2 separate regions of the Mus musculus genome follow, and region 1 is linked to region 2. A link is a contact called in public Hi-C data. All regions are on one chromosome and are shown on one strand. The core of a region is the stretch at or near the end of the contact, and the rest is flanking DNA. Distances in the headings are between cores, read along the strand shown.

Region 1 (5,538 bases), core at 1,809-4,308, 67 kb after region 2:
CATGCCGGGCATGCTAAGCACAGCTGAGGGAGTGGCTTCCCTTAGTCTAGACAATGCATCTCATGGCCACACTCCATTCCATGGTTTCCATGGGCCTCAGACTGAGCTTGGCTTGTGGGGCTGAGGACAACACCAAGATCAACAGGATCGTGAAGCATGCTGAAGACAGGACATGACACTCAACGGTGAAATACACTCTGGAGATCGAAAGGAAACGGTACAAAACAGCACAGCGGGGGCGGGAGTAGTGCAGCACACAGACTGGTCAGCCTGACCCTGGTGAAGCAGCAAGGACAGAGAACCTCAAGACCAGGAGGTCTAGACAGAGAGCTCAGGACCAGGAAAGCAGAAACATTTACAACAGTATCCCTGGCCTCAGGTCTTCTGTGTCCACCAGGCTCGATGGTCTGGCCTAGCTGCTAGGTCACACTATGGCTCTGTTGTGAATTCCTTCAGTGGTTCTTATGCCATCATTCTGATTGTGCTGAGAGAGCAGAGAGCACACGGGGTGCCCGAGCCCCTCCCCCATACAGTCACAGCAAGCCCCACTTCTCAGAACAGAACAAGCCGGGAAGAAGGGACGACTTGGCTGGGTGGGAAGAAGTCACAAGCCTCTTCCTGGATCTGTCAGCCTAGAATGGGTGGACACAAGGTCTAGCCCCATCTTCACAGTGCAGGCACACTCTCTGGTGTAGAGAGAGAGTAGAGGCAGAGATCCATGACTGAACAAATGGATCTAACACTGCCCTCAGCTACTATGCAGGAAACAGTCACAGAGAAGAGGAGGGACAAACTGGTTCTTGCTTGTCAAAGCTGGAGACTTCCTCTGGCTCCCAGGCTAAGACTGAGAACTCTTGAATGTCCATCTCTGTGTGCTTGGAGGTCTTTAAGGACAGTGGTTCAGAGTATCTTCGGGACTTTATGGTCCAGGGTAGCTTCTAAAAATGCAGCAGTCTTGAAAGGCCCAGGCAAGGCATCCATATGCATCACTCTTGGGGGAAACCCAGTTTTGAAAACAGCTGTTTGCCAGGACGCTCCATACCTCAGCCATCAACAGCATGGTTGGGAATAGGGAGTGTGTCTTCCTGTGACCTCTTTCTAACTCTGTAGCCATGGGACAGGCTTCTTGTACACCCTTCTGCCATCCTTTGGCATGTCTGAATGCCTCTCCATTTTGACAGCAGGCCTCTTCATATAGCAGCTGGTTTTCATTCAAGTGTCTCCAGTGTTTGTGTGGGTGATAGGAGTCACCGGCCACAGCCTGGATAAAGAGACAGCCAGGCTTTGCCATACCTTCCTCTCCAGTGCCCTCAGTGGTTGGTTCTTCATGTGACAGCAGAGCCCACCAGGACAAGGGCTTCTTGCACTTGTAGGAGATTCATTCCATCCGTGCTCTCCAGGATGTCCAGAGCTCTCCAACAATGTCTGTGCATCCCATTTGCTTCCCTGTGCTGAGGTGCTCAGGCCTCCCGAGGACTCCTGACAAAGAGCCAACTCAACACCAGGCCACCAGTCACCAGTCACACCAAGATAAGTATTCCAGTTCCCTGGACACACTGTGATGCAGGAGCATATTCCAGTAGGCCACTCTGGGAAGGTCTGTTGCTGACAGTGCCTCCATGAGGATTCCCAAGATCCATTGCAGTCAGGCTACATACAGGGCTCCATATATGATAGCTGCTTCAATCTGTGAGTGCCTCCATCTCTGATCTCCAAAGCCTTTCTCTTCACTCCAGGGAGGGACCTTCCTCTGTTCACACTCCACAGTGTGACCCTACTCCCTGTAATGCCCTCCCCAGGTCTCTAACCATCTATGAAGTACTGTCCACAACTGGGAGGAATACACAGGCACAAAGACCATTAAACTCTGGCCATAGACAAAGTGGGCCACAGACACTACATGTACGCCCCAGGACATGTAGAGTGGTCAGAGGCAGGATCAGCAAACCCTTCTCCAGTGGGAAGATCTAGAACTAACCAGGGGAATCCCAGAGAAGACAGCGTCAGGCTCTCCCCCACAGACTTGTTTTCACATCTCCTCACCACCATAGGACAAGCCCTCACCTCCACCCTGACTCTCACGGGGTGGTGTCCAACCTTCATCTGACTGCTAAGAGTGGACCTTTGACTTTACCTGATACTTCCCTGAATTCTCACCTTCACAGTCAGGCACATGACAAGGCTGTCCTTCCTGTGTCCCTGTTGTGTATGCCATTCCTCCATTTCCTGCCTCCCTTTTTCACACACACACACACACACACACACACACACACACACACACACACACACACACCACTCATTCCAGCCAGGACATTCTTGAGGTTAAGAAACACCCAATTTTCCATTGTTTTCTGGCATCTAAAGTGGGTCCCATACAAGTATGAGAAACATCAGTCAATGGGATAAGATGAGAAATAGAAAAATCAGGAAAAGCAGGTGGAAGATGTTCAGGCACAGAGCCACCCGCACACAGAGACACCTGCACACAGGAACACACATGGTCTTTACCCCTGACGGTCAGCGTGGCTGAGGTCTTTTCCTGTCCACACGTGCACAAGTACTCGCCAGCATCTGCTATGGTCAGGCTGCGGATTTGCAGCTCACACACAGCCCCATCCTGCTTCAGGCTGTATCTGTCCCCATCTCTCAGGGTCTCTGTTCCCTTCCTCCACTCCACGGGGGCAGCCTTGCTCAGTTCACACTGCAGTGTGGTCGTGTCTCCTTCTGTGGCCTCCTTGCTCCTGAGCCTTCTGACAAAGTGGACAAGCAGAGCTAGGAGGGTAAGACAAAGATTGGAGCATCAGATCTGCTACAGAGTGTGGGAAGATAGAATGTGACATAGAACAGGATAGGGAACAAGATAGAATGCAGCAACAGGAGAGAACCCACCAGCACTCAAGAGTGGGAAGCCAGCTGCAGATGCTGGTATTTTCTGGTTCATATATATATAATGACTCAAGAAGTAAGGTGGGATGCACAGTAGGTACACAGGCATGGGGGGAGGGAAGCCATGCACGCTCTTTACCCTTGACAGTCAGCGTGGCTGAAGTCTTCTCCTGCCCACACACACACGAGTACTCCCCTGCATCTGCCACCAGCAGACTACAGATCTGCAGCTCACACACAGCTCCATCCTGCTTCAGACTGTATTTGTCCCCATTTCTCAGGGTCTCTGTTCCCTTCTTCCACTCCACGGGGGCCTCTTTGGTCAGCTCACACCGAAGTGTGACCGTGGTCCCTTCTGTGGCCTCCTTGTTTCTCAGTTTCCCTACGAACTGGGCAGAAGAGGCTGCAACAGACACGAATACAGAGAACATCATGATTCTCCTGCGCTGGGCTGAGGTTCCCAGCGGGCCCCGAGCGCAGTATACACAGACACAACTTACTTTTCACTGTGAGTGTGGCTGAAGTTGTCTGGTCCCCAAAGGAGCATGAGTATTGCCCACTGTCCTGGGGCTGCAGGTCTCGGATGACCAATTCCAGCACAGCACCCTCTTGGCGCAGGCTATACTTGTTGCTGGATTTCAGGACATCATCTCCATGACGCCACTCCACAGGTGCAGCCACGGATGACAGCACACAGCGCAGTGTGGCGGCCTTGCCCTCTGGTACCTCCACGTCCTTCAGGGACTCCCTGAACCGCACTGGCAGAGCTATGAACAGACAGAGTCAGTTCAGTCTCCTGGAGGAGGGTCCCACCGGGGCTCCAGAAACAGCTACAGGCTGTGGGACAACTCAAATACTGAGTGTCAGTGGCAAGGACCCAATGACCTCTGGGAAAGACAGGTCTGATGGTATGTAAACAGAAAAGGTGGGCATTGACCAGATGAACATAAAGTATTCCAGTGGGAACTGTGTCCCCCAAAAGTCCAGACATTGAAGTCTTAACTTGGGGTCTCAGAATGTGATTATTTGGCATTGTAGACTTGAAGGAGATAAAGTAGAATATGGTTGTTGGAATGAGCCCTTGCTTCACTGCTTTGTCATCCTTAACTAGGATACCAGCAGAGAGGAACACCATCTGGAGTCACAGAGAAGATGGCATCTGGAAGCCAAGAAGACAGAATCCACCCTCCCTCCCCCACCAGAGGCCACCCAATCAAGGAACTTAATCTCCTACTTTCATTCTACACAACAATGGGGACAACAGACTCCCATTGTGCAAGCCTCCTGTCTGTGCTGTTAGCTTAGGGCGGTCCAGACAGAGGCAAGCCACAGGCAGACAGAGGGGCTCCAGAGGGGTCCACCAAAGCCAATGCAGGAATGGGCCACAAGCAAGAATCAGGAGATCAAGAGAGGGTGGAAGACTACTGAGGCAGTAGAGACTCTGAGTCACAAGGAAGCCAAGTGCCCTACACAGCAGAGGGAGATGGAAGAAAGGAACCAGAAGCTGCTCTGGGGTCCCCTTGCCTCCTGCTGCATGTAGACACATGTTTATTCTTGCCCCAACCACAGCCATCTGGCACTCACCATGGACCCTGACAATGGAGCTGCTGGAGGCTCCACCAATCTCACATTTGTACCGCCCACCATCTTGTGGGGTGGTGGCAGTGATGAGCAGCTGGGCCTGACAGCCTTCATGGCTCAGCTGGCATCGTGCAGACGGCCTCAGTGTCTTCCCATCTTTGGTCCAGCGCACAGAGCTATCCACAGTGGTGGTTTCACAGACCAGAGTCAGGTCCTCGCCTTCTGTGACTGTGACGTCTGTGAGTGGCCGAGAGAAGATGCTCGGCTTCTCTGGAGGATAGAGAAAAGCCAAAGGTAATCGGGACGGTAGTACCTCTATGAGAGGACTAACACAATGGGCCATGCAAGGCCTTGATCAATATCAGCGTCTGCCCTCCAGCTGGAGCCAGACAGAAATGCTGAGGGCACAAGGCAGGCTCTGTGCAGTTTCCACTCTGAACACAATAACATCCCCCACAATTTCTGAATTCAGAAATTAATTCTGAAAGAACCCAGCTCAGTCTTCGGAATCAACTCCCTGAGGTATCCACTGGCTACATCCCAGGGATGAGAGACCCTCTCGCCATTGACAGCTAATCTTGCCTTCCTGTGAGCCCCAGGACCACACTGTGCACTAGACAGAGCTCACAAAGGAGCTGTCACCTGCCCCTCTTCAAGGATCCTCTAGGCCATGTAGTGTCCCCATCATGGTTGGCCCTTAGACACAAAACCCACCAGTCACCCGCAGGGCAGCTGAGGTTCGCTGGTCACCCGCCTCAAAGTAGACAGTGCCTGAGTCCTTGAGTGCCAGCTGCCGCAGGGTGAGCACGTGATAGCCTCCAGGCTGGACAGTGATCTCATTCAGCTCATTGCTGTGCAAGGGGGTCTTATCCAGGAACCAGTGCACGGGGCCGTAGTCAGCAGGAGCGATGCGGCAGCAAAACTTAGCAGAGGAGCCCTCCTGGACAGCAGTGTCCTCTAGGTCCTCAATAACGCGCACTTTCTGGCCTGCTAGGCAAATGAACAAGTCAGAGCTCTTGCAGCCTAGAGCCAGGCTCAGAGAAATGATTTCGCCCAAGACCCTTAGTGGGG
Region 2 (5,094 bases), core at 459-2,958:
GGCTGGAGGTCATATAGGACAGGAAGAGGAGGCCAATGGGGACTTGAGAGGGCACAAGAGAACCTGGTAGCCCCATGGATGCAGAACATGGAGGCAGACATGCCAGATGATGGGGTGGGGGGTTTACCTTCCGGCCTGCCCTTGAGGATCCTGGAGATGTGAGCCATGGAAGCCTTCACCCTCTGGCGCAGCCCAAGCTCCACAGGCTCCTCCCCTGACAGGCACCTCCCAGGGAATTGGAAGAGGCCCCGGGAGGGGGACCACTTGCGCTTCCTGCCCACAGCAGCCTCGCCCAGCAGTGCTTCCAGGTCCCCTGGCTCCTCCGGCTCCTCTGTAATCTCCAGACCAGCACGCAGTCCCAGCTCGCCTGGCCAGGGCCACGCGGCCTCCTCCAGGAAATCTGCCAGCCCTTGCCCAGCTTCGGTTTCTGAGCCAGGTGACTCTGGCTGCTCTATAGGTTTGGGGACCCTTCTGAAGATCATGAACTCAAATGGGAGATATTTGATGTCATATAGATCCGAGAGGTTGAGGTAGGCAGGATCGACCTCAGAAATGTCCAAGGAGATAGTGTCAGCTGCTTCCGCATCACCAGACAGATCCCGGATCTGCACCAGGGAAACCTGCTCAACTTCCTCCCAAGGGGTGAGGCTTGGAGAGGTCCTTAGGGGAACCCCACTGGCCTCAGCAATGGGCCCCAAGCTCTCCAGAGGTTGAGGGCTCTCAGTCGCAGCTTCATCCTGCTCTTCTGAGGACTGGGACACAGCCCAGGCCATCCTGGCCCAGAGAGGACCCTGCCCTAGCATCCCCCCTGCATCCCCGCCAAAGGCAAAAGTACCATAGCCTGCCACCCCTGCATAGCCCCCACGGGACTCCAGAGAGAACTTCCGGGTGGTGGCCTGCTCCTGAGGCCGCTGTGGAGGAGGCGTGAAGTCACATGTGTCCCCAGCTTCAGACAAGCCTTCAGTATCCAAGGATGCATCTACTTGGGAAGCTGACCCTGGAGAACTGGAGGGAACTGGAACTGGCCCTTCAGATAGAGAGCCATCCTGAGGTTCCTTCTCAGAACCCAGAAGGGGGCTTACTTGAGTTGGGAATGGGGCTGCCTGAGGCTGTTCTGAAAAGAGTGGGCCACAGGACGTTGAGAGCTCCTTCTTCAATGACTGTGGAGGTAAGGAGCCAAGCGATTGAGATGATGGAGGGCCACAGCCCTCCTGGGAACCAGAACCCAGCTCAGAGTGACAGGAAGAGGCTGGTTTCCCTCTACAACTGTCCTGGGATGATCCCTCTTGCTTCCCAGGCCTCGAGTCACCACTCATAGGTGGAAAGGGGACAGACTCCTGCAAGAACCCCTCTTTGTGCCCCCTGTCCTTGGCAGTGGTTTCATGAGTCAACCCCGTGGAGGGTGGGAACAGGAGTTGTTCCTTGCATGCCTCAGGAGAGGGGCCAGTCGTGACTGGTGGGTTGTCCAGGGAGTGGCTTCGGCCTGGGACCTCTCTGACACTGGAACTAGGTAGTCGCAGGGCAGTCTCAAAGGAGGGTGTCTTGGTCATCAGAGAGGCCTGCTCTTCCCTAGCCGCCTCTTCCTCCAACAAGCTGTACTCCATGAGGGGCTCACGCAGACCGGGTAAGGCCCTTGCAATGTACCCACCCTTTAGCAGGTGCCGCCTCCGCGCAGGGTGCCTCTTGGCACCCGATGTTTTGTTCCCACGCTCTGCACCCTCGCCAGCTTGCTGGTAGAACAGGCTGCTGATGACGCTGTGCCGGGGCACACAACCTGGGCTTGCCGGAGGCCCAGCACTCTGTGGGGACGCTGGCACGGCCGCATCAGCAGTGGGCATGCTGGCCTCTGTCTCCTCTGGGAGGCTGGCCGAAGGCCGCAGAAAGCCCCGAGGGTGCAGCAGTGGCGAGTGAGTCACAGGAGAAGGTGGCAGCGACTTAGCCCTGGCAAATGGGGCAAGCTCGTTGTCTGAGGAAGATGATGAGCTAGAGGCGCCACTGGCTTCCCCTCGTAGGTGCCGGGCCACTCCTAGAGATGGACTGTCTGGGGGACCCTGAAGCAGCTCAGGGATGGAGCGCATCACCAGGATAGACTTGTAGCTCATCAAGGAACGCTGGAAATGAGGACAGAGGGACATCCATTGGGCATGACTGGTCATGGCAGGAGGTGCGGTGCCCATTGCCTCTTTGCTCCAGAGGGGTTGGTTACCCAGGACACCTGGGGCTTCTGTGCCTGCTGCTTTATTGCTCTGCCCCACCACCTGGTACACTCAAGGGATCCCAGAATCATGGAGCAGGCCAGCCTGGCCCTGTGCTCCTGACCACACAGCTAGATTCAGGTACCCTCCCCTGGCCTCAGCACCTCTTTCCTGAGAAAAGGGGGACTCACCTGCCAGCGACTTCGAGCAAGAAGGAACTTGAGCTGTTTGGTGTTGATGAAGTGGGCCTCCTCAGCAGGCATGGATTTCTGCGGTGGGAGGAAAGTGGCTATGATAACAAGAGATGGACCCTGGCGCCCTAGTCGGGGCCCTTCAAGGATGCAAGCCCAGAAGGATGGAGGCAGCAAACATCGGGGTCTCCTCTCAGACACTCCAGGGTTAGGACACTGCAAATCCTTCTCCCAGATGCCCAGGAAGGCAGAAGGAAGCCCTTGCTGCTAACTGCGTAGCAATACTTTGTCGAGGGCTTCAGAGTCCAATATGAAGGCACTAGGGTCCTCTGAATAGGGGAGCAATGGGCCAGAATAATCAATACTGATGAGAACTCTTGGCCTGAGACAGAGCAGCGAGTTGAGCTCAAGCTGGGCCTACTTACCAGGAACCAGGGGTGGGCAAGGCACTGGGAAGTACTAGGCCTGGCCCTGGAGGAAGAAGGAAACCAGATGGGGGAGTCAAGTGGGTCCTGTGGCAGGGCTGAAGAGCTTCTGCGGGTGAAGGGCAGGGGTGCACTCACCTGGGGGTCCTTTGCAGCGTGGCCTTGATGAAGTCCTTGGCGTCCTCACTCAGATGAGCAGCCGTGGGACTGCTCCAGGAGACCCGCCCCTCCAAAACATTGAGCAAGGTGGCGCGGTCACTCTCTCCAGCAAATGGGGATGAGCAGGTGAGGCTGGAAGCAGAGAAAGTGTGGAAGCTCACTCTCGAAGAAGATTCCCTGACTGGATGTGTGCCACGCTCATCTAGACCTGAGGATTCTGGGAAATGCTTCCGACTGGACCAGAACAATCCAGGATTAGCTTGGAGCAGGGATCCGGGCTTTGTTAGCAGGGCTCAGACTGGGATGAGAGTCTAGGTTCGGACTGAGGTGTGGATTAGGATCTGCCCCATAGCAAAGGTGGAGGCTCAGCTGTAGTGGAGGCTATGAGGTAAGCCTGAGGTGGGGCTCTGGGCTCTGTCTTGGGTAAAAATAAAGGCTCATCCTGAGGGGGTCACTTGCCCTTGTCCTGACATAGAGATTCATGTCCAAAATAGGACAGAGATATAGGCTCAGCTTGTGATATGGACATAGCCTAGCAAGATAACCAAGGTCAGTTTGAGGTGATGCCCAGCAGTAAGCTGGGGCGGGGCCTCAGGTCCAGCATGGGAGGCGATTCAAGGGTAGGAACCAGCATTTGCCAAGGTAGAAATCAGAGTTCAACCTGCAGAGGAGATCCAAACCTGAGCTTTACCACTAGGACCTTCAGGACATCAGTGGTCACTGAGTGTCCCATGGTCAAGCCCCCAGACCTGCAGAGAAGTGGCTAAGCTCTGACCGTGGGGTGTTAGCAAGAAGCGTTAAGCAACACCTATTTTATCAGGGTTGGCCTCCTGCCTAGTATCAAAATAGCTGCCTACTGTGTCTCAGGGGCTGATCTGGGGAGTGGCCAGCAGTGTACTTGGTCTCCACTGAGGGGTGAGCTCGGAAGAGGTGATGGGGCAGGGTCTGCTTACCTGAGGTAGGAGATGACGCCCATGGCCCTGCAAGAATGAAAACACCCCATTTGTGAGTTACACCAGGCCTGTCCCACAGGCAAGGGGTATGCATGGGGGTGGGGTTGGGGGTGGGGGGGCTGGAAGAGGAGGCAGAGGCTCCTCAGCTGCCAGACAGACACACGAAGGACAGGGCGACTCCAGATCAACAGCCCTCTAGGTGGGCCATCCACTCACCAGATGTCTGAGCCCTCGCTCACAGGATTCTGCTCAATGATCTCTGGGGACACGAATTCGGGTGAGCCATACTTGCTGTACTGTGGCTCTGAAGGGGTGATCTTTTGGGCAAAGCCAAAGTCACAGATCTTGATGTCTTCCCGAGCTGGGTGCACCATCAGGATGTTGGGGGGCTGTCAGACAGAGTTGAGAAGTTGTTCAAGGCTACACTTCATGAAAAAGGTAACTCCTACCCTCTGGGCCTAGGAGAGCACTGAAGAGTCCTTGAGGCTAGTAAAGGGCAGTGGGGAGTCCCCAGGACCGAGAGGGGAATCACATCTACTCCATGAGAGCCAAACCCTACCCGAGGTAGTAGAAACCAAGCACAGGCTGGCTCCCAGCTGTGCCCACCACGAGTTCTGGGGATGCCGTGAATGCAATACCTTTATGTCCAGGTGGAGGATACCATGGCTGTGCAAATAGTGTAGGCCTTCCACCAGCTGCTGGATATAGACTTTGACCTGTGGAAAATGCCAGGATCAGTTTGGAACCAGCCCCCAAGAGGCTGGCTCAGGAACCTCCTGAAGGCTGACCCAGGTGAGGAGCCAGCCTCAGGTACCTCCTGAAGACCTGGTCCAAATGAGGGGCCAGCCTCAGAAAACTCATGAAGGCCTGACCCAGGTGAGGGGCAAGCATCAGGTACCTCCTGAAGGCCTGACCCGGGTTGGGGGCCAGCTTCAGGTACCTCCTGAAGGTCTGACCCAGGTGAGGGGCCAGCCTCAGGTACCTCCTGAAGGCCTGGCCCAGGTGAGGGGCCGCCTCAGGTACCTCTTGAAGGCCTGGCCCAGGTGAGGAGCCAGCCTCAGGTACCTCCTGAAGGCCTGACCCGGGTAAGGGGCCAGCCTCAGGTACCTCCTAAAGGCCTGATCCGGGTAAGGGGCCAGCCTCAGGTACCTCCTGAAGGCCTGACCCAGGT

The links. Hi-C and Micro-C count contacts between places; a contact is called where the count stands out from the background.
Region 1: a Hi-C map of cerebral cortex shows a contact between it and region 2, with 1.7 times the contacts expected there. The contact joins two enhancer-like sites. A contact is called at or near these places in 1 of 39 promoter capture datasets (hippocampal neurons), 9 of 484 Hi-C or Micro-C datasets (the G1E-ER4 cell line, the N1E-115 cell line, cerebral cortex and 4 more), 1 of 115 datasets of contacts at active chromatin or transcription factors (embryonic stem cells) and 3 of 9 other capture datasets (adipose tissue, liver and pancreatic islet).

The regions. Positions count from the first base shown.
Region 1 is chr11:59,064,558-59,070,095 of GRCm38.p6, forward strand. Obscn (obscurin, cytoskeletal calmodulin and titin-interacting RhoGEF) reads right to left here. Exons shown (of 104, transcript NM_001171512.2): 35 at 5,182-5,454; 36 at 4,471-4,737; 37 at 3,387-3,653; 38 at 3,026-3,289; 39 at 2,509-2,772. Among named protein-coding and RNA genes, the nearest start is that of Obscn, 69 kb to the right of the region's middle. Within about 2 kb of position 3,059, at least 17 of the 459 cell types and tissues checked have an H3K27ac peak or open chromatin away from gene starts, as enhancers often do. A contact at or near this core is called in cerebral cortex, where this site is marked.
Region 2 is chr11:58,999,068-59,004,161 of GRCm38.p6, forward strand. Obscn (obscurin, cytoskeletal calmodulin and titin-interacting RhoGEF) reads right to left here. Exons shown (of 104, transcript NM_001171512.2): 87 at 4,562-4,639; 88 at 4,140-4,312; 89 at 3,924-3,950; 90 at 2,950-3,102; 91 at 2,812-2,857; 92 at 2,387-2,464; 93 at 128-2,111. Among named protein-coding and RNA genes, the nearest start is that of Gm51863, 9.0 kb to the left of the region's middle. Within about 2 kb of position 1,709, at least 16 of the 459 cell types and tissues checked have an H3K27ac peak or open chromatin away from gene starts, as enhancers often do. A contact at or near this core is called in cerebral cortex, where this site is marked.